Regions from separate parts of the Mus musculus genome. Here all the other regions are linked to region 1. The links are chromatin contacts, called in public Hi-C maps. All regions are on one chromosome and are shown on one strand. The core of a region is the stretch at or near the end of the contact, and the rest is flanking DNA. Distances in the headings are between cores, read along the strand shown. Region 1 holds the start of Mboat1 (membrane bound O-acyltransferase domain containing 1). Region 2 has its middle 40 kb from the start of Mboat1. Region 3 overlaps Mboat1 (membrane bound O-acyltransferase domain containing 1).

Region 1 (3,961 bases), core at 108-2,607:
AACTAAACTGGGGAAACTCAAAGGAAACAGATTAGTAAGGAGAGCAGTGGGTCTTACTCCAACCTGTCCTGCCTGAATCCATTCAAACCATTACATCCTACACAGGGGACATAGCCTGAGGCACCGAAGGAAATAAGGCAAGACTACATACACCTCAGGAAGACTTTTCTTGACCTCAGTACGGAGGCCAGAAGACAGGACAGACCCTCCAGCATACTACAAACTCTACCACTGAATTGCACTCCAGCTGTCTTTGGCAAAATTCCTACCAGGTTACTGTTGCCAGTTTTACCTCTAATGTAGCAGGCAACTCCTGAACAGTTCCAAAGAAGTCCCCACAGCCCTTTTCCTCCCAGGGCCCGCCCTACTCATCAGTTTCGCACAGCAGGGATGGATGAGAACTGAGTAAGGCCCTCTGAGAAGCATCTCAACACTGTGGCGAAAGGATCACCAGTTCTAGCCCAGCCTAGACAAAATAAGAGACTTCGATGCCAGCCTGAACTTCAGAGTGAGTGCCAAGACAGTCAGGGCCAGATGCTGTCTCAACAAACGGAATAAAAAAGTCATCACCATATACTATACTATAGACCTACGCATCTGGTTAGTCAGGCTTTTTACTTTTTGTTTGGTTTTGTTTGAGAGTTGAGGCTTCTCCTCAGCATCCTAGACAGAGAAGACGGGAACTCGCTGCAATTTCCCTGCCCCGGGCTCTGAAGACCTGGATTAAAGGCGTGATCCACCACACCCAGCTGGATCAGACTTACTCTTAAAGTAGGATCGCCTAAATTTAAAAATCACAAAGACTTTTATCTACACTGGTGGGGGAAATGCTGGGTTCATGGATCACACCACTAAATAATTCGATCACAGAGCAAAACTTAAAAGTTCAGTCCAACTTGCTAGCTTAGGTGGACGTATAGTTTTCACGCAGAAAAAGCAGCCAACTCAGAGAAAAAAGAAAAAAAAGGGAAGAAAAAGCTCTCGCACGTGTAGGGTTCATAGCCATAAACTAGGCTCTGAGCGAATCCAGGTCGCAATCCTGTTCCCAGACAGAGGGTCTGGGTAGCGGGTGGGACGCTGTTACCTGATCCAGCGGGATGCCCAGGAGCTGGCTGAGCGGGTGCAGGCAGGTGGAGCCGGTGGTACGGTAAGAGAGGCTGGCGGGCGGCCGTGCTGCCATCCTGCATCTTCAGGGTGCTCTGTCGCCCGGGAGCTGCACACTGGCCACCTTGAGGGCTCCTGAGGACCTCGCGGGAACCTGGCGCCGACTCCAGGGCGCGGACCTGGCGCTGCGGGACCCCGCGCCTGGGAGGGCAGGGCCCCCACGTTCTGCTTCCCGCTCCGCACCGCCCGCCGCCCATTGGCCAGCAGCCGGGGACGCCCCGGAGGAGGAGCCGGGCAGAGATGGGCGCGGATCCCCGGGAGCCCGGCCCGGGGCAGGAGACCGGGAGACGCCCAGTCTGTTCCCCAGTTCGCCGCCCTCCCCGGGCGCGCAGCGGGCCCGATCCGGGTTCCTCCGAAGCCGTCTCACCCTCCTCCCAGGCAGCTGGGGTGTCCTGTGCTCCAGTTTCAGGCCCGGCTCCTGCTGCTACTCCGGAAGCCAGAAGAGACCTAAGAGCTAACCAACACCGCTCATTTTGCTTACATTTTAAAGATTTATTTATTTGCAGTTTAGAGGCAGGGTCTCCTGTAGCCCAGACTTTCCCTAAACTCCCAAATACTGAAATTACAGGTGTGCACAAACATAAAACTCCACTCCAGATTATTATTCTCCTTCGCGTCTCCTTCTCCTCCTTCCCTGTGTCTTTGATTGTGTTCTGAATTCCTGGTGCTCCCTGTCTGGTTGTCTCTTCTTTCTCTCTTCTCTCTTCTCTCTTCTCTCTTCTCTCTTCTCTCTTCTTTCTCTCTTCTCTCTTCTCTCTCTTCTCTCTCTCTTCTCTCTCTCTTCTCTCTCTTCTCTCTCTCTTCTCTCTCTCTTCTCTCTCTCTTCTCTCTCTCCTCTCTCTCTTTCCTCTCTCTCTCTCTCTCTCTCTCTCTCTCTCTCTCTCTCTCTCTCTCATATGTTTTTTACTTTACATGTATGTATGTACTTGTGAGTAGATGCCACTGGAGACCGGAAGAGTCCATGGAGTTTCAGGAGATTGTGAGCCACCATGTGGGTGCTGGAAATAGAACTCCGGCCCTCTGCAGCAAGAGAGATTGCTCTCAGGTCCTGAGCCATCTCTCCAGCACCCAAGGTTGTCATTCTTTACCTTCTCTGGTCAAGCCACAGTTTCTAGCACCCTAATCCACTATCTCTGCTTCCTTCTGTGACTTGTCTCATTTTCATCTGGGCCGTTTCTCTCCAGTAAGCTTCTGTTTACTGTTTACTACCCACGTGATGACGGGTCTTTCACTTGCTGAAACAGCTCTGTATCTCTGTTTCTTGAGAAATCCTTTTCAACTCACTAACAGACATTTTAAAACATCACAGAGACCCTTCTAGCACTTTACCAGTCTCTGCTGCATCTAACCTGATGTCAAAGTAGCTGCTCACATTGGAAGTCTGAGAAACACCCAGGGACCTACTGAAGAGAAAGGAAGCCAGGAACCAAGAGATCCCTCTGGACACACAAACACCTTTTAAAAGATTGTGTGTGTGTGTGTGTGTGTGTGTGAGAGAGAGAGAGAGAGAGAGAGAGAGAGAGAGAGTGTGTGTGTGTGTGTGCCTGTAGAGGCTAGAAGGGAGAGTCAGAGCTGTAGTTACAGGCAGTACTGAGCAGTTCATCCACGTCCTGTGTGCTGGCATCTGAAGTCCAGTCCTCTGGGAGAGCTGCAAACATTCTTAACCACCCTTAACCACTGAGCCATCTTGTCAGCCCCTGCAGCCCTTTGCTTAGGTTGTGGGGTGACTTTCTATAGGTGTGGGAAGTAATTGAACATGAAGAGAGGAGAAGATCCACACTGACGGCAAAGCAACTTCTCAGCATCTTTACAAGATGGTGGATAACGATGAACTGGAGATGTAGCCATGTGCCTGTGAGCTTACAGGAGCTACTGTACTATTCATGCAGCCAAAGACTATGGAGTAAACCAGTGCTTTGTCCTCGGGAGAGATGTGAGCAGAACACTGGGGCATGGGCATGCCCTCCACCTCCAGTGTCCCTGCCACATCTGTGCCCCTCCAACTTCCATGTACCATGTGCCAGCTTCAGGACTGTGGCATCTCTGCTCCGCTTAGGAAGTCTCAGTGGCCCCCATCACCCATGTTTCATCATCATGGAGGGGTCTTCTAGCACCCTGGAGCGAGCCTTGAAACATGAGTCCTCCATAGGCGCTTCCATGCCTGCTTCCTGCTTTTGGCCCAGGAAAGCCCAAGCCGTGCTCTGTGCCCATCCAGACCTGCAATGAAAACAACAGAAACACTGTTGCTTTCTGAAGAACTGCAGAATCTTACAGATTCATGACTGATAGCTCTTTTCTCCACCTAGGATGAGAGTAAACTGTGCAAATAGAGAAACATCAGCCCTGTAAGTCCCTCAAACCACACACCTGCAGTCCTCCCTATGTGCGAGGTGGAGGACACAGGATCGTTTGAGCCTGAAGTTGGTGACCTGCTTAAGAAATGTCCTGAGACTCCATTAAAAATAATAATATGGGCTGGTGAGATGGCTAAGTGGGTAAGAGCACTGACTGCTTTTCTGAAGGTCTTGAGTTCAAATCCCAGCAACCACATGGTGGCTCACAACCACCTGCAATGAGATCTGACGCCCTCTTCTGGTACGTCTGAAGTCAGCTACAGTGTACTTATGTATAATAATAAATAAATCAATAATAATAATAATAATACACACCCTTTCCAGGAAACACTAAATGTTAGCTGATAAAGAAAGAGGCTTTTAGGACCACGGGGCACTGGGCTAATGTGTAGAAAGCCAAGGAAAAAGGAGCTTTGTGGGCCCAGGCGAAGCATCTGGAAGCT
Region 2 (3,940 bases), core at 652-3,151, 40 kb after region 1:
GGTCCAGCTAGGAATGCCGGAGTGTTACAGTTCTTAAAAGAGAAGCAAGGTTTGGGCAGACTGTACGGGCCAGGTTGCTGAGGTCCTGGGACTCTCATCAGCGCCAGTGGCAAAAAACACATATACAAAGGGACCAGTGGGTGGGGATAGTAAAAAAGACAGAGAGACAGAGACAGAGGGAAAGAGACAGAAGGAAAGAGACAGAGAATCCAACCTGGGCACTTGACAGGAGCATCTTTTCATGTCTAGCTACAGATCTTTCAGGATGTGTCTTTGACATTTGCTAGAAGACATTTTTTCCTGATGGGCAGAGAACGTTCATCTCTATTAGTGGAGAAAGGAAGGCTCAGTGTAGCCAGAGAGGGAGAGAGAGGTGGGGAGAGGGAATGAATGAGGAAAGTAGAGAAAGGCAAAGACACACACACACAGGTAGGGACAGATAGGAGGTCAGAGAAGGACAGTGAAAGGAAGGGAAAGGGAAGAAGGAGAGACTTGATAGTTTGGGTCCCTTGGACTCCAGAGTAGCTCCTTTATTCTTCTGATAAAGATCTGGCAGTGGGGAAGGGATGCTGAAGACATGGCTCAGCACTTAAGAGCACTTGCTGCTCCACACAAGAGCCCAAGCTCAGTAACCAGTGCCCACACCAAGCAGTTCATAACGACCAGGTAACTTAGCTTCTGGGGATCCAGTGCTCTGTTATGGCTTCCAAGAGCTCTGCACACATGTATGTGCAGAGAGACTCATGCACACATGAATGAATCCAAAAAAAGATCACCCCTTTTTTCCCCTACCCTGGTTTGCTGTCTGTCATTTACAGCTCTGTCTGAGCAGTGTCCCCTTCCACCACGAAGCTCTCTGCTCATCTCCTTGGTCTGAGTCTCTGCTCAGATGTTTCTGCAAACCACACATCATGCTGGTCCATGCCCCATGCCCACCTGCATTAGCCCAGACCACACGGTCTGCCTCCTGCCCTGTGCACTGCAGGAGCGACTCTTAGTCATTTAGAGCTGTGGTTCTCAAAGCTTAGCCTCTCAGGATCCTAGCTTCCAACCTTGTTATCTCTAGATATAGCACTTCTTAATGCTGACGTGTGTCCCAGAATTCGGGTTCTTTTTCTTTCTTCTGATGAAAAACACAAACCTTTGTCTCTCAACAGAAGAAGAAAGAGAAGAGTAACTTTCAGACAAGATTCTGACTGAAGGGAAAGCTTTCCCCTAGAAGCCCACCCCTTGCTGATGGATAGCGTTTGGTTGTGACAACTGGGGTTAAAGGTCAGCTACTTCCTTCCTCTTTGGAATTTCATGTTTTAAATATTTAATCGCTGCCATATGTGAGCCACAACATGATCAAATATTTTTGCCTGAAGTAGAGCTGACACAATGATCAGATCTTCTTCCTCAGTTTATGTTCTGGTATACAAGACAAACTCTTTTTTTAAATAATTATTATTATTTATTTATTATATGTAAGTACACTGTAGCTGTCTTCAGGCACTCCAGAAGAGGGCATCAGATTTTGTTACAGATGGTTGTGAGCCACATGTGGTTGCTGGGATTTGAACTCAGGACCTTCGGAAGAAGTAGTCGGTGCTCTTAACAGGTGAGCCATCTCGCCAGCCCACAAGACAAACTCTAACATGTACATGCAAACTGAAGCATTTGAATTTATAAATTAGAGAGTGTGTAACACCTTGCTAAAGGTAGCCACCAATACAAGTTGATATTGGACTTCACCTGTACTGTTGCTTCTCTCTCACTGGTCCATCTCACTGGCCCTGCCCTTGTCTCAGGTAGCCTTGTATCTGATCAACCTGTATCGCCACCTCCTCACAGTGTCTCCTGTGATCCAAATCCGGGCTCCTCACATAACACAGGAAACCCCTGATCTCTCCTCTCTGGGGAGCTCAGTGAATAAGCTTGCCCAACAAAACAAATCTGAGAATGGCTTTATTTTTTTCCCTATGAGTCATGCAGAAGAAATCCCTTTCTAATAACTCAATTAAGCTGTCAGTTAAGAAGTATTTGGCAAGAGTCCCTTTCAGGGCCTTCAAAAGGAAGGAAGTATGTGCCATAGAGAACCAAGGAAGATGGGGCCAAAGACATCAGATGCACCCAAAGGCTCCAAAAAAAGCTGCGCAAGCAGGAGAACGTTATCTGTTCCCTTCCTTTCTCGTGGGCCCCTTGTGCCCCCCCCACCCACAGCTGTGCTTCTAATGTGATCAGAACTTCCATATTTTCCCATGCTAGACCCTAGAACTTCAACCCATGCATTCTCCATGATTACACTTCTTCTATTGAATATATGAATATTGGGAGCCCGGTGTGGTGTAGGCTACCATTAGGATGTGGAATCAATAACAGTCACAGGGACTTTTTGTCCTAGGGGGTTACACACAGGGAGAAAAAAAACGTGTAAAATAAACCAATTATTTATGAGCTGACAAGGGCTATGAAGAAAAATGAACTAAACTGAGGGTTATGGAGAGTAGATAAATATGTGCAATTTAATGGGGTGGGGCAGGAAAGCTATAGCAGTCACGTTCACTTACAGTGACCAAATAGCCGATTTCATCAACTTATAAAGCTAAAAAGGCTAAACTTGGACACTGTTTTGGAGTTTTCAGTCCCATGGTTGGTTGACCACATTGCTTTTTTTTTTTTTTTTTTTTTTTTTTTTTTGGCCTGCAGCAATGAGGAAACATGAAAACCCAGTGGAGGACTCTGCTAAGAGAAAGGGTAAGAGAAGGCCCCACCAGCGATACCAAAAAAGTCAAAATCTCAAGATTGGAGAATGTGTGGGGTGTTGCAGAAACTAGAAATTCCAGGTGGGTTGGTTGTGTGCAGGACCAGCCAGGTTCTAAAGTCCGGAGCTCAGCGGCCTCTGTAGGCATGATCCCTGGAGATGGGAGCTGCTTTGCTTTGTTACAGCAGTGGGGGATTGAACCCAGGATTGGGGGCACTCTAGGCAGGAGCCCTGCCGCTATGCTAGATCCCCAGCCTGCCCTGTAAGCTTTGAGCAGAACAGCAGTAATAGCTGGCTTATATTTTAGGAGATACACATAGACTGTTGTGTCCAGAATACACAGGCTGCGGAGCTGGGAGGGCATATGTGGGAAGGTAGAGGTGCTATCAAAGACCTTGAGAGATGAATCTGGGATATATATTATGTTTTATATTATGATTCTTTCAGGATATTGAGAGTGGAAAAGGCTCTGTGCAGGGCACATAAAGAATGTGTTGGTAAGGAAAGATGAGGAGATGGCTCAGTGGTTCAAGGCTTACTGCTGTTGCGGAGGGACTAAGGTGAGAGCCTATGACCCAAGTCAGGCATCTCACAACCAATCACCTATCACTCCACCCCCAGGGACCAGATATCTCTGACTTCCGTGGGCATCGGCACTTCTAGGCACACACATTCACATAATTCAAAAAAAAAAAAAAAAACTGTAAAAGACTGTGGTGGTTGGTTCACAACACACAAGTGAACCACAGAAAACACATGCACAAATCAGATTAAATCGAAGTTCTTTCTTGAAATACAAAGCCATCAGTGTAGCTCCAACACATACTTAAAGGACCAAAGAAAGCCAGTGATCTATCATTCTAGTCCCAACTGTCCATCCAATGTCTCAGCTTGCTCTTTCTTCTCCCTTACTTTCTTTCCCCTTTCCTTTATTTTCTTTTTCTTTTTTCTTTTTTGGTGGTTATTGTTGATTGGATGAGGTTTGGGGGGTTTTTTTCTTCTTTCTTTCTTTCTTTCTTTTTCTTTTTCTTTTCTTTTTTTTTCTTTTTTTTCTTTTTTTTTGAGACAGGGTTTCTCTAAGTTGCCCTGGCTGTCCTAAAGCTTGCTTTGTAGAGCAGGCTAGCCTTGGATTCAGAGATCTGCCTCCCAAGTGCTGGGATTAAAAGTTGATGCCTCCATGCCTGGCATTTCTCATCT
Region 3 (3,866 bases), core at 999-3,498, 62 kb before region 1:
GAGAAGAGAAGAGAAGAGAAGAGAAGAGAAGAGAAGAGAAGAGAAGAGAAGAGAAGAGAAGAGACTGAGTGCCATGTCAGTCCTCAAAAATGTTCAGATTGCAAAATATTCCCAACCTTTTACTCTGAGAGTCAACATTGAGCTCTATGTTCATGGTCTAAAAACCTTAAAGCCTTCAAAACTGAAAGCACTTCTTTCCAAAACACACTAGATAAAGAATAGTCCGCTGACTCCATACAAAAGGCTCTCCTTACCTTGGACCCATCCCAAATCCCCCCTAAGCATGAAGACAGTCAACAAAGACAATGCCCAAGAACAAATGCCCTGAGCAACTAGAGCAGGACGAGCGGGAGGAAGCCTCATTGCCCCTGGCTTCCATTCCCCTCCATTCTAGAAAGTTCATGGGCATCAGACAGAAATACAAAGCACATTCTTCAGGCAATAGACTCTTGTAGAACCAGGTCAACTGTAGCCACGCCTGTCTCTTCCCTGGCTTACAGGGTAAACAGATTCAGTGCAGTGGTTGTAATTAAACCACAGCTGTCAAAAACAGGGATAAGAATTGAATCCTAACAAACCAGGGCAGGGCATTCTTGCCCTGGCTAGACCTGAATCGTCTGTGGTGCAGAAAAGACATATTGTGAACACAAATAATAAGAATGCAAACCCCGGCACTCATAAAAATAATCTGTGGTATGAGAAACTGGCAGGGTGGTTATTTTTGTAAAAAGAAGTGTGACAGAGATTGGGACAGGACAGTTGGTAGTGTTCTCATGTTGACCTGGCTGGGTGTGTACGTGTATATATATATATTCTACCTGCACTTCTTTACATAAGCATTCATTTCCTCAATTCAAACAATAAAATAAAATCTCTATCCTACACACTTGTTTTAGAAGGACTGTGTTAACAATGAAATCAAACATCAACTGATACATTAATCACTATGTACCGAGGATAATGCAGCACACTGAAAAGAGCTTAGCATGGGATGTAGCACAAAGCAAGGGCTCCAGAATCAATTAACTACATCACCAGCACCCAAGGCCCGCATTCTGGAAGATACAAACAAGATCTGCTTAAGCTGGTCCCAGAAGAGCAAGCTGACACCTGTGTTTCCTGCCTAGTACTGTAACTTGGGAGGAAAACAGAGGTTATACCCTGAGAACTCTCTCAAAATACCCTGAGCAACAGCTAGGCCAGAAATGGGCTCATTGAAGACAGCAGTCAACACTCCCTCTCCTATTTCTTCTCAACCACAAAATAGACCTCTCAGCACTGGACATGAAAAGAAGAATGACTCAGATAGGATCATAAGCGCAGAGTCTTCAGACTCCTCATCCAAGGGAACTGGGAAGATGGCTCAGTGTGGCAAGCATAAGGACCCGAGTTCCAAACCCCAGCACCCATGGAAAAAGCTGGTCACAGCCGTCCTTGACAGTAACCCTAGCAGTTGCAGGCAGAGACAGACAGATCCTGGAAGCCTGCTGGAAGGAGAGCCTAGACAAAAAACAGTGACCTCCCAGTTTCAGTGAGAGACACTGTCTCGAGGCAATGAGGTGTCTCGCACCAGAGGAAGATATCTGATATTCTGCTCTGGTCCATGCATGCATGCAGCCATGCATGCATGCATGTACACTTGTGCATGTACCACACACACACACACACACTCAGAGTTATCTATAATCAACCAGAAATAATCACAAGCTGTTTTTAATTATAAAGAAAAGAAGGAACACCATCCACACTTTTACAAACTCCACCCCTTGTGGGAATAAGGGGAATGCTAATCCACAGGGAGGCTCCCCCATCTACCCAGATCTCACATTTCCTAACCCCAACCTCTTGTTCTCTCCCTGGAACTCAGAGGAAACAACTTTGGGACACATTTTAGAGCTACATGGAGTTCTTCCTTTGGGAACTGGACCACTCCCTACTTCTGCAAACTGGCAACCATTCAATCAAACAGAAAGAGGAAGAACGGGTTTGGGCATCTCCCATTTCACTCTCATGCAGAATGTTCTGCTACCACAACACGGCTGTGGTGAAAGTCGCTGTCTGGACGGCTCAGCTCCACCTTAGTTAGAATGTCCCATTCCCAGGCTCTGGAATGGAATATGGAAACCTAGGCCCGCTGTGGAACAAGGGCTCACATGACCCTTTAAAAGCCAGAGTGCGCCCTACCAGTGTCATGTAAGTATGAGGAAGTGCTTACAGATTATGGTGGGTAGGTAACTGGCAAAGTGCCACCCCTAACCAAGATGCTGTTTGCAGTTGATGACTGGTGGGAGACTCCGGTGTACCAACCACATCCGTGGGGCGGCAGGCTGTGTGCTCGGGAATACCGGTAATAGCTAACACAAAACACAATCCATGTGGCCTTCTGGCCGTTTGGCTTTGGCTTTGTTTTGTTCTGTTCCTGCTTGGTTTGACTGTTTAAGAGAAAGACTATGAAGGAAGGAGGAGGGAGCGGAGATCTGGGAGGAGCTGGGGAAGGGGAACAATATGACCAAAGCATGCTGCATCAAAATGTTTAGAAATAAAAAAACAGTAAAAGAGAAAGATGTGACAATGGAAAAAGGAAAAGGAAAAATGTGCTATAAAATGCAATATTATCATTAGTCATTTAAAAGCATGTCTAAGAAAAGACAAGCACTCAGGCACTCGGGCACACACACACACACACAGTCACCACAACATGACTCTTCTTAAGGCTCTTATAAGCATTATACATATGGTGTAAAGAAATCATCTTCCTTCTCAAATTAGAAAAATGGACTTCCTGATGTTCCTCCAGAAAGAATGGTGCTATCTTCTCGTGGAGAGGCTCCGAGGAGAGGGAGATTAAAAGTCACTCCCAGGGCTCATTTGAATACAAAGTTGGAAGACTAATGAAGTGTAAAAGTCTATTAAAAAAAAGAAGACTTTCCTTCAAAACAAAATTATATTGAAAAGTTACATAAATGTGTTTTTAACATGTGTGGTGCTCACTAATCAAGTGGCCTCCAAAAACCAGAAAAGCCCACCTTTTCTCTCTCTCTCTCTCTCTCTCTCTCTCTCTCTCTCTCTCTCTCTCTCTCCCTCTCCCTCCCTCCCTCCCTCCCTCCCTCCCTCCCTCCCTCCGTCTCCCCCTCCATCCCTCTGTTCCTCACCACCCCATCTTTTGACAGGGACTCTCTACATAGCCCTGGCTGTCTTGGAATGCATCATGTAGAGCATACTGGCCTCCAACTCACAGAAATCCTCCTGCTTCTGCCTCCCCAGAGCCAGGACTAAAGGCCTATGCCAATACGCATGGCCTGAAAGTATCTTTTCAAAGCACCCCAGCCATCTCTTCCATAAATATTTACTGAGCCTTCAGTCTTGCCTGTGCCAAGAGTCTTTCTAAACACTGAAAATGCATCATAAGCAAAAGATAAAAGTCTTTATATTTTCAAAATACACTAGAGGCTGAAGTGGCGGCTCAGCAACTAAGATTTCTTGCTGCTCTGACTGAAGACCCAGGTGCGATTCCCAGAATCTACATCATGGGGCTTGTTACCTCCTGTAGCCCCGGTCCCAGGGGATCCAGTGCCCTCCTCCGGCATCTGTATACACACGGGACACATAAACTCACACAGGCACACACATAATACAAATAAAACAAATCCTTCAGGGGTTACTTCATTTTTAATTGTGTGTGCACGTGAATGCAGGTGCCCATGGAAGCCAGAAGAGGAAGCCGGGTTCTCTGAAACTCGAGTCACAGGCAGGTGTGAGCACCACACATGGACAATAGGGACTGAACTTGCGTGAACCTTCTCTCCAGCCCTCCCAAGTACATTTCTTTTAAATAAAGGAAACTTGAAAAAGCAATAATGTTCTAG

Evidence for each region. Hi-C and Micro-C count contacts between places; a contact is called where the count stands out from the background.
Region 2: a contact with region 1 is called in a Hi-C map of pancreatic cancer cells, with 2.8 times the contacts expected there. The contact joins the enhancer-like site here to the promoter of Mboat1 in region 1. A contact is called at or near these places in 1 of 15 datasets of contacts at CTCF or cohesin (CD8 T cells), 20 of 484 Hi-C or Micro-C datasets (the 4T1 cell line, the AML12 cell line, DN3 thymocytes and 14 more), 5 of 115 datasets of contacts at active chromatin or transcription factors (CD8 T cells, bone marrow-derived macrophages, embryonic fibroblasts and 1 more) and 2 of 9 other capture datasets (adipose tissue and pancreatic islet).
Region 3: a Hi-C map of granulocyte-monocyte progenitors shows a contact between it and region 1, with 3 times the contacts expected there. The contact joins the enhancer-like site here to the promoter of Mboat1 in region 1. A contact is called at or near these places in 2 of 39 promoter capture datasets (cranial neural crest and maxillary cranial neural crest), 16 of 484 Hi-C or Micro-C datasets (CD4 T cells, CD8 T cells, LSK cells and 10 more), 5 of 115 datasets of contacts at active chromatin or transcription factors (bone marrow-derived macrophages, embryonic fibroblasts, neural progenitor cells and 1 more) and 2 of 9 other capture datasets (adipose tissue and pancreatic islet).

The regions. Positions count from the first base shown.
Region 1 is chr13:30,133,886-30,137,846 of GRCm38.p6, reverse strand. It overlaps Mboat1 (membrane bound O-acyltransferase domain containing 1), which reads right to left and starts at 1,357. Exons shown (of 13, transcript NM_153546.4): 1 at 1,085-1,357. The coding sequence starts at 1,180.
Region 2 is chr13:30,094,077-30,098,016 of GRCm38.p6, reverse strand. No RefSeq gene overlaps it. Among named protein-coding and RNA genes, the nearest start is that of Mboat1, 40 kb to the left of the region's middle. Within about 2 kb of position 1,901, at least 17 of the 459 cell types and tissues checked have an H3K27ac peak or open chromatin away from gene starts, as enhancers often do. A contact at or near this core is called in the 4T1 cell line and pancreatic cancer cells, where this site is marked.
Region 3 is chr13:30,196,558-30,200,423 of GRCm38.p6, reverse strand. All of the region lies in intron 3 of Mboat1 (membrane bound O-acyltransferase domain containing 1), which reads right to left. Among named protein-coding and RNA genes, the nearest start is that of Gm40869, 32 kb to the right of the region's middle. Within about 2 kb of position 2,248, at least 68 of the 459 cell types and tissues checked have an H3K27ac peak or open chromatin away from gene starts, as enhancers often do. A contact at or near this core is called in LSK cells, bone marrow-derived macrophages, granulocyte-monocyte progenitors and 4 more, where this site is marked.